3 separate regions of the Mus musculus genome follow, and regions 2 and 3 are each linked to region 1. Evidence: chromatin contacts called from public Hi-C data. All regions are on one chromosome and are shown on one strand. The core of a region is the stretch at or near the end of the contact, and the rest is flanking DNA. Distances in the headings are between cores, read along the strand shown.

Region 1 (2,979 bases), core at 345-2,844:
TTGATTCTTAACACCCCTATCAAGCAACACATAACTATCTATAAATCCAGCTTGAAGGGATTTGGTGCTGTCTTCTGGCCTCAGTGGATAGCTATTCCTCATATATGACACACATAAACTCATACAGGCACATACATACATACATACATACACATAAGAAAAAAGAAGGAAAGGAGGGAGGGAGGGAGGAGAGAGAGAGAAGAAAAAAGGAATCCCATTGACACACAAAACAATGAAACTTAACATATGAGCTGAGTTAATTATAACACAAATATCCCATAAGCCCAGTACTTAAGGGCTAAGGCTATGATCTGGTGATGGAGGGTTTGCCTTGCCTTGCCTTGCCTTGCCTTGCCTTGCCTTGCCTTGCCTTGCCTTGCCTTGCCTTGCCTTGCCTTGCCTTGCCTTGCCTTGCCTTGCCTTGCCTACGCAAGACCCTAGGTTTGATCTTCAAAAAGTCTCAGTGACTTAACATAATAAGGTTCTATTTCTTGTTGCCCCTCTTCTGTGTCTTTGAAGTCCTGACCATACAGCTCTAATACGGAGAAGGGAACACCTGAGAAAGCTTTGTAGACAGGACTGTGTATCACTCCCTTCTCATACTCAATCACACACACACACACACACACACACACACACACACACACACACACACACCAGACACAAGGCTGCATCTAACTTCAAAGAAGGCTGAGAGGAAGAAAATATAGTCTGCGCATGTGTCTCCAGCTGTGTGGAGAACAGAGAAACACCAAGCCAGTCGGGAAAGCCGTAGCCTGGGCTCACTTCCGACCTTGGTGATTTAATTTACTACACAAGCCTCGAGGTCAGAAGCTCACATCTGTGCTGCCGAGTTAGAATCTACTCTACATATGTATCCTCTTGAGCTTACATACCTTTGGGATCAATGACAAATGTCAGCTTTGATAGTAAAAGCACCAGTTCTGATACAAAATACAGAATCCTCCCGCAAACACTGAGGGATTTGATCACTGGATCGGACTAATAAGTAAAACAGGATAGGCATTAAAATGCTAAACACAGCTGTAATAACACTCAGCTCCAGGGCACTGTCATCGAGTGCTTTTGGGCAAACACAGAAACTCCAACCACCACCCCCCACCCCCGGGTTCACATAATGGAGAATAAAAGAAGAAATACAAAGAACGTATACACAAGGAATGAGACCACTGCATTTGGGGCTATGCTTGACTACCTGCCTTGAGAAGGACTAAGATGAATTCATAAGATTTGCCTGCCCTCAGTCAATAATTGTTAGAAAACTGTCAGGCCAAAGATGGATGACATCATGCAGGGCAAATGAAGATCATTTCCTCCTCCATTGATCGGCACTAGGGATTTGTTTATACCCCAGCTGCCTAGACCTTGTTGTAAGTAACCAGATACTGCAGGTTGGAGAGTGGCTTTCCATTTGCATCACTGGCTACAGAGGGAAGCCAACAGGAAACACGACTGTGATTCAGATAACATGTTTTAATTGAAATCAATACCAGCGCCAGCAAAGCTGCTTGGTACGGCAGTGCTATGCACCAATGGAATAGTTTCATGGTCGCTGCCAGTGACAACTGTTATCAAGAATGAACTAATAACTTCAACCGTGACTCACCCGTGCTTTCTAGGAGGAAGGGAAAAACTCACTGAACCGGTGAAAGTTTTCAATTAGGAAAAACAAATTTACCCTTTGAGGTTTCTATTACACTTTGGTCTTTGACTCAAGTTCAGTTTCAATTTGAGGTTCCATTAGCTGGAGCACCGTGTTCTTCTGATAACCTTCTGGACCCTTTCTGTTTCATTCACATTTCAGATTATACCGGGGTTAAAAACAAAAAAGAAAAAGGATAATTATGATAATTAGTAACTACTGAGCATTTTCTAGTTAGTGAAGCATATTTTAATCAAGGACGAGCAAAACCAGCGAAGCTTATTTGTAAAGAACCAAAATTGAAAACTCATTTCAGCTCTGTGGGCCAACCAGTGTTAATTGCTATTCCTTCATTCTGCTCTTGTTACTGAAAGGGGACACAAATAGTACATACTGAATAGATAGCTCTGTGTCTCGGTAAGCTTTGATTTATGAAAACCAAGTGCAGGTTAAATCTGGTCTGTAGGACCCTGTTGTATGTTCCATGTTTTACCACATAGCCCCGGCTAAGGAAGGTGCTACTATTCTTATTTTCCACATAAATTCATTCACTACAGGCTGTTAATATTGAGTTAAAATATATGGAATAGCAAAGTGTTCTCTATTACCAAAGAAGACCCCACCCCATGGTTCCTACTTGATCATGTTACTGCTCTGTCCAAGAACTAAATTAAAAAGGCCTATAAAAGAGCAAAAGATTAACCCAGGCCTTATCATTTATAAATGCAACCGCTTGTTTAAAGGGTTGCCCAACTCTACCCTCTTGTTGACCTAAACTTGAGTCAAATGATTCAGGATCCAAAGTATGTTAAAAAGTCAGATGACACTAAAATCAAATGCTTTTCAACTATGAAAAGTCCTGAAATAAAGTTTCTTTCTATGGCTCATGAAGCTTCTAAGTCACATGTAGGGCTAATAACTATGCCAAACGTGAAGGCTGTTTGAGAATTTGTTTTATTTCTGGCAAATAGCATGTTCATGAAATCCATGTTTGATTCCCACAAGACTAGGAAGCGTGTGTATTTCTCTAAGACACGGCACCTAACACAAGGAAGTTGTTTGTTTTTTGTTTGTTTGTTTGTTTGTTTGTTTGTTTGTTTGTTTTGGGGTTTTTTTTTAGAAATATGTGTGCCTTTCCTTATAGAATATGAGTGTAATAAATGTAACATATTACTGCTGCTTAAGCAGAGCCTCTAGTCGAATTCTCTAATAGAAAGGAAGATAAATACGAACAAGTATTTGATCTTTGTGCTATTGCTCATAATCAAATGAGAATTAAAACATGTTATAGCCATTCCAAGAAAGAAAGAGTTTAG
Region 2 (3,055 bases), core at 199-2,698, 170 kb after region 1:
AAACAATCTGGTTGTGTTTACCAACCATAATGTCATTATTGACCTCTATTTAGAACAATTTGGGAGCAAGATCAAGATGTGGTCCAGATTTCAGTGGGCTTGCTTCAGTCAAGCAATAAAAGATGAGGGGTAGGGGTAAAAAAGGAAGAAAAAAAAAGAGATAATAACTGGAAGGAAACATGGCTAAGAGAACTTGTTTTTCTTAAGATGGTGGGAGCTTGAACAAACTTAAAGGTCGGTAGAAATGATGCAGTAGACAGGAAGTGGTTTAAGCTTAGAGAAGTCAAAAAGATAATCAATACCAGGAGATCTCTAAAGTACAAGAAGGGAGGTTTCCTTCTTCCGGAAGCCTCCTGTGACCTCCCCTGCCCACATCTCCATCCTTCTGACAATGGCCTGCATCTGGTATGAGCACGCACAGGTCTATTATTGTGGCTCTGCAGAGGAAGTGTGAGCCTGTGTATGCTGTGGTTGCTCGATCGGGTTTGAGCTCTTTGAGGAAAGCGATGAATTCTGATTTGTTTTGCATCTCCCCAAGAAACAGCATAGAATCCAGTGTGTGTGTGTGTGTGTGTGTGTGTGTGTGTGTGTAACATTAAAGAAATATTTTATAAAATAGTGCACAAGGCAATGTGTATTTGAGTGTGTGGGAAGGATGCAGGGAAACGTGGACTCAGCAAACAGCTATTGAAGGGTGTGTACCGACAAAAAGATGGAGTCCATAAGCACGTAAATCTAGGGGAAAATAATGAGAAAGCCAGAGAACAAACTAAGGACAAATTTCAGCCAAACAAAGCCTCTCAAAGCAGCATGTTACCAATTCAAAAAGGCCAGTGTGTTAGCACAGACCCGCACCTCTTCCCAGGAGACCATTTTCTATGGGAAAGGAAGGTGGCCTTACCATTTTAAAAGATTGATTACAGGCTTGCGCCCTCTCTTCCTGTTTTTCATAATTGTAATCTATGAATCACTTGCCTGGATTTGCCTTTCTCCCTCAGCTCTCAGAGGTTTACTGGCTCCTAAGGTCTTTAGCAAAAGTGCAACACACCCATGCTCCCAAGGTACAGTCGTTAAGACCCTGCCTGCGGCTTATTCCAGTACCCCTTTCCACTCAGAATCCAACATCATTGCATTCTACTTCCAAGACTGGTGTGTGTGTGTGTGTGTGTGTGTGTGTGTGTGTGTGTGTGTGTGTGTGTGTGTGTGTGTGTTTAGATGAGACCAGAAGTCTAGGGAAAACCCACGTGGCCATTTCCTTACAGAGGAACCACCAAAAAAAAAAAAAAAAAAAAAAAAAAAAACCGTCAAAGTCAAAGTCAAAGCAAGCAGACTGCCCAAACATTTCCCAAACAGAGTGCCAATGTTTGAATCATCAGCACATATCCAGGGACATCCCAGGCTTCATGCACCAGAGTGACTGAAGTACAACATGCACTAATGCCCGAAAGTCATCTAGGTCACTTATGCAAGTGGCCAAAAGTTATCCAAACAAACACACAAGGAAATCTGACTGTCACCTTGGAGCGGTCCAGAATCCACATCTTGAAGTCTCCTGGATATCAGGTGCTAATCAGACACTTGTTTTCTTTTTACTGACTTTCTTATTGTAGTCACACTTAAAACAAATAAGAATGGTATCCTTTGTTGGCTCCTCTTACTTGGAAACCAGGTCTCTAATCTTGGTTTGGCCTTTTACCTTTGTCCAAATATGCTTCGCCTCCAATAATGACACCCCCGTTGAGAACTGGATTCTACATGAATTGCTTCCAATTATTTGGCCATGAGCTCAGACCTACTTTGTAATCTTCCAGCTGGATATCCGGATGTCCCTCCGCTACCACAAACCAAATACGTTCAAAGCCAAACTCATCTTCTTCCTCCTCCACAAAACCTGTTCATCCACTTAAGTCCCCAGCTTCTGTGAATGATGCCACTGTTGTGCTGAGTCCAAACCTCAACTGTCAACTCACCCCCTTCCTCTTGTGAATGAATCTTTGCTCTCATCCAATTCTTAAATTCCATTGCAAAGTTCTTTAAGCCCCATTTCCTGCATATCATTCCATCCAACCTCAATGTCCCACACCTTCTTCCGGTTCAGTACCCTCATCCGGCTAGCTCTCTTATCTCCTCGTGTGCTTTATGGCTAATTCTTACTTATAGGAGAAAATAGCCAAGGCAGACAGCAGTCAACTCCTGCTATTATCTCTTACAAGGGGTATGATCGTGAGCAATTTCCCAAGCCCTCTAAACCTTATTTTTGTTTCGTAAAATGGTCATTCATTGCAGGACTATAACTTGATGCAATTCAAAGTGCCTCGTGCGTAATTGCTCAAAGAATCAGTTACTCTTGCCCTAGAGAAGTGTTCTAATTATGTGTTTTCCACACCCCCAAGCCTCCCAATTTCCCTTTCTCCACGGAAACAAGATATAGCAATGTTGCCCTTCACAACTCCTGTCAAACTGGGAGTCATCTCCCAGACTGGTCCCAGTCTTCCCAAAATACCATGCTGACCTTTCCAGATGATAGGATTTTCCCACTCCTCTTTATCACTCAAGATCCTCCCAGTTTTTACAAAACAACTGAATGTCATTTCCTGGGTCCTACTTCTCATAGCCCAATACAATCTCCTCAGCTTTTGGCAGATAAGATGAGTATCTCCAGCAGGTATGGCCATAGACTTCTGCTTCTGAATCCTTGATTTGTTTTCTTGAAATGTTTTCTTGAAATGTGTATTTACATAAGAGGCTTATGTATTTACATTGATGTGTGTGTGTGTGTGTGTGTGTGTGTGTGTGTGTGTGTGTGTGTGTGTGTGTGTGTGTGGTGTGTAAGCACAGGGCTGGGAACTAACTTGGTGCTCATCTTTAAACCCAGATACTTTTCTACAACACTCCAAGGATTAGTGCATTGAGTTTTTAAAAAAAGAAAAACCAAAAGACCACATCCATGAAAGAATGGCATGTGCATGACAGGCATACAAAATTGACAGAGACAATCAATTTTGTTTATTTTAATCAATGATTTGTCCTGATTACCCAGAACAGTGCTTAAAAT
Region 3 (2,718 bases), core at 124-2,623, 200 kb after region 1:
GGAGAAAGAAGAGAATTGTCATAGACTTCTTTAAGCCAGAGGTTCTTAATCTGTGTGTCGAGACCCCCATGGGGAGGTGGGTCAAAAGATGTTGTCTGTCTGTCTGTCTTCCTTCCTTCCTTCCGTCCCTCCCCCTCCTTTACTCCCCCTCCCTCCCTCCCTCTTCTTTCTTTCTTTCTTCCTTCCTTCCTTCCTTCCTTCCTTCCTTCCTTCCTTCCTTCCTTCCTTTCTTTCTTTCTTTCTTTCTTTCTTTCTTCAATTTACTCTTCTCTTACACACTACATCCCTACCCCAGTTTCCCCTCCCTCCACTCTTCCCAGTTCTCACCCACTTCTCTCTCCCTTGGATCCACTCCTCAGGTTCCTCTCAGAAAAGAGCAGGATTCCCAGAGATATGGATCAAAACCTGCATAACAAGATGCAATAAGACTAGGCACAAGCCCTTACATCAAGGCTGGGCTAGGCAACCCATTAGGAGGAAAGAGTTCCCAAGTGCAGGCAAAAGAGTCAGAGACACCCCCTACTCTCACTGTTAGTTGTCCAACAAAAATACCAAGCTACACAACCGCAACATATATACAGAGGACCTAGCACAGACCTGTGCAGGCTCTGTGATTGTCACTTCAGTCTCTGTGAGCCCCTCTGAGTCCTGCTTAGTTGGTTCTATGACTGTTCCTCTGGTATCCTAGACCCCTCTGGCTTCTACAAGTCTTTCTTCCTCTCTTCAGCAGGAGTCCCCAAGCTCACAGGCGTCACCTAAGACCATTTACATGTCATATACTTACACTATAATTCATAAAGTGACAAAAATATAGTTATGAATTAGCATATGTAATTTTGTGGCTGAGGAGGTCACCACAAAAGGAGGAACTGTTTTAAAGGGTATCAGCATTAGGAAGATGGAAAAACAGTGCTTTAAGCTGAAGATCTGCCACTCATGTCTGCTCATGGAGCCAGTCTTATTAGCCATCCCCCAGAATTCCACTTAACACTTGAATTTCCTGGATCTGACAGCTTTAAATTTTATATTTAGATGTGTGTTCAAATATACACATCTAGATGTGCATATATTTAAATATAGGTTATTTTTAAATTTTTATGTGGCACCAAGCTTTTGATATAAATTGATCAGACTCCAATGCGGACTTATCTTGAATATGTCTCGGTGACACTAATTATTAGCATATTTGATAATTTCCTTTTGAAGTAAAAGAACTTCAGAAATGCACATGTATCTGGAAATCATAATCTCTGTTCTTGCAAACGTCTCCAGCTCTTTCTAGATACCACTAGGACAGCAATGCTATGTAGGCTGTGTGTGTGCTGGCTTTGACAGCCTGAAAGAAAAGCCGAGAACCTGTTGGACTTTGTTCACAGAACATGGAAATGCTCTCGTTGGCGGCTGACCTAGGATATTCAATGGCTTCTACAAGTCATCCACAGCAACTGCACTGCTGAGTTTGAGTCAACCACTAAGGAGCAGAGTAAAACTGAGGACTGGTGTCTATCTCCTGAAAGGGGGATTGGGAGGGGAGGTGGGCTGAGAAGACTATAAGCCAAAATATTTTCTCCTAAGAGCCAGACCTGAAATATATTAGTAGGCTTTGTGACACTTGAGGTCACTGGTTGCAGCTCTGCCTGTGTGAGGAAAACAGCCTTAGGCAATAAGTAAGTAACCGAGCTTGGCTGCATCTCAATAAAACAAACCAGGAGTCCAGATTTAGCCTAAGGGGTCAGAGTTTGCCCCCTGCCCCCCAATCACTCTCAAACCTCTGATTCCTTTTGATCTTCTATTTCACCATCTCAGAAAACACTTTGATGATAAGCGACACAAGTTTGGGATTGAATGAAATGATCTAGAAGCATTTGACGAACTTGATAAAAACATTGATCTGTGTGCCCTTTACCCTGAAGCTTAGTTTACTCCATCGTAATTTCCAGAAATGTGATTTACTTTCCTCTAAGTCTTCCCCCTGCCCCCCGTGGGTTTTAATTCAAAGATTTGTGATTTCCTCTTCTAGATATGAACCCAATTTCTCCGATCATTCCATAACATCTAGATCTAGCACCTGCTGCCTAAGTCAGAATCATTAGTGCTGGCTGCTGAAGTACCCAACCCCAAATCCCAGTGGCTCAGCTCAGTTAGAACTGTGTTTCTGTTTCACATGACTCATCCCGTTCTATTTTATACCTACAGCTTCTAGACTCTTGAACAGCAAATGGGGGTGGCTCACCCTCTCTTCTTACATGTCCTTGCAAAAAAAAGTGAAGTGAGGTATTTCTGCATGGCTTTCATTGGCTGAATGAAACGTGTGAATGGTTTCAACCTAATTGCAAAGGAGACTGGGAAAAGAAAAGGCATATCATCTGATACATTTGTCAATCAAGACCATGGCTCTCCTTGAGACCCCACAACAAAGCAGATGTCCAAGCTGGGTTAATCAGTGAAAGTCAACTATACTCAGAAATAGCTTAATGTCCAAAATTCTTACAGCTTGCTTTTTGGAAAGGTTAGATCCTTTGAATTCTAGAATGTAACAGATTTTCTAAATTAACTTAAATTAGATCTTTTTAAAATTAACCAGAAATTTTCAGCTGGGTAATGGCAGTATACTCCTTTAATCCCAGTACTCAGGAGGCAGAGGCAGACAGATCTCTATGAATTCAAGGCTAGCCTGGTCTACAAGCCAAGTTCCAGGATAACCAAAGCTATTACACA

What was found. Hi-C and Micro-C count contacts between places; a contact is called where the count stands out from the background.
Region 2: a Hi-C map of liver shows a contact between it and region 1, with 2.3 times the contacts expected there. The contact joins two enhancer-like sites. A contact is called at or near these places in 8 of 484 Hi-C or Micro-C datasets (3T3-L1-derived adipocytes, Th1 cells, cerebral cortex and 5 more) and 1 of 115 datasets of contacts at active chromatin or transcription factors (CD8 T cells).
Region 3: a contact with region 1 is called in a Hi-C map of liver, with 2.1 times the contacts expected there. The contact joins two enhancer-like sites. A contact is called at or near these places in 1 of 39 promoter capture datasets (liver), 1 of 15 datasets of contacts at CTCF or cohesin (CD8 T cells), 10 of 484 Hi-C or Micro-C datasets (bone marrow-derived macrophages, embryonic stem cells, liver and 1 more), 7 of 115 datasets of contacts at active chromatin or transcription factors (embryonic stem cells, hepatocytes, liver and 1 more) and 1 of 9 other capture datasets (embryonic stem cells).

Annotation. Positions count from the first base shown.
Region 1 is chr10:99,554,651-99,557,629 of GRCm38.p6, reverse strand. No RefSeq gene overlaps it. Among named protein-coding and RNA genes, the nearest start is that of Gm20110, 53 kb to the left of the region's middle. Within about 2 kb of position 1,594, at least 36 of the 459 cell types and tissues checked have an H3K27ac peak or open chromatin away from gene starts, as enhancers often do. A contact at or near this core is called in hepatocytes and liver, where this site is marked.
Region 2 is chr10:99,383,409-99,386,463 of GRCm38.p6, reverse strand. No RefSeq gene overlaps it. Among named protein-coding and RNA genes, the nearest start is that of Gm34983, 75 kb to the left of the region's middle. Within about 2 kb of position 1,448, at least 45 of the 459 cell types and tissues checked have an H3K27ac peak or open chromatin away from gene starts, as enhancers often do. A contact at or near this core is called in liver, where this site is marked.
Region 3 is chr10:99,356,561-99,359,278 of GRCm38.p6, reverse strand. No RefSeq gene overlaps it. Among named protein-coding and RNA genes, the nearest start is that of Gm34921, 87 kb to the right of the region's middle. Within about 2 kb of position 1,373, at least 13 of the 459 cell types and tissues checked have an H3K27ac peak or open chromatin away from gene starts, as enhancers often do. A contact at or near this core is called in hepatocytes and liver, where this site is marked.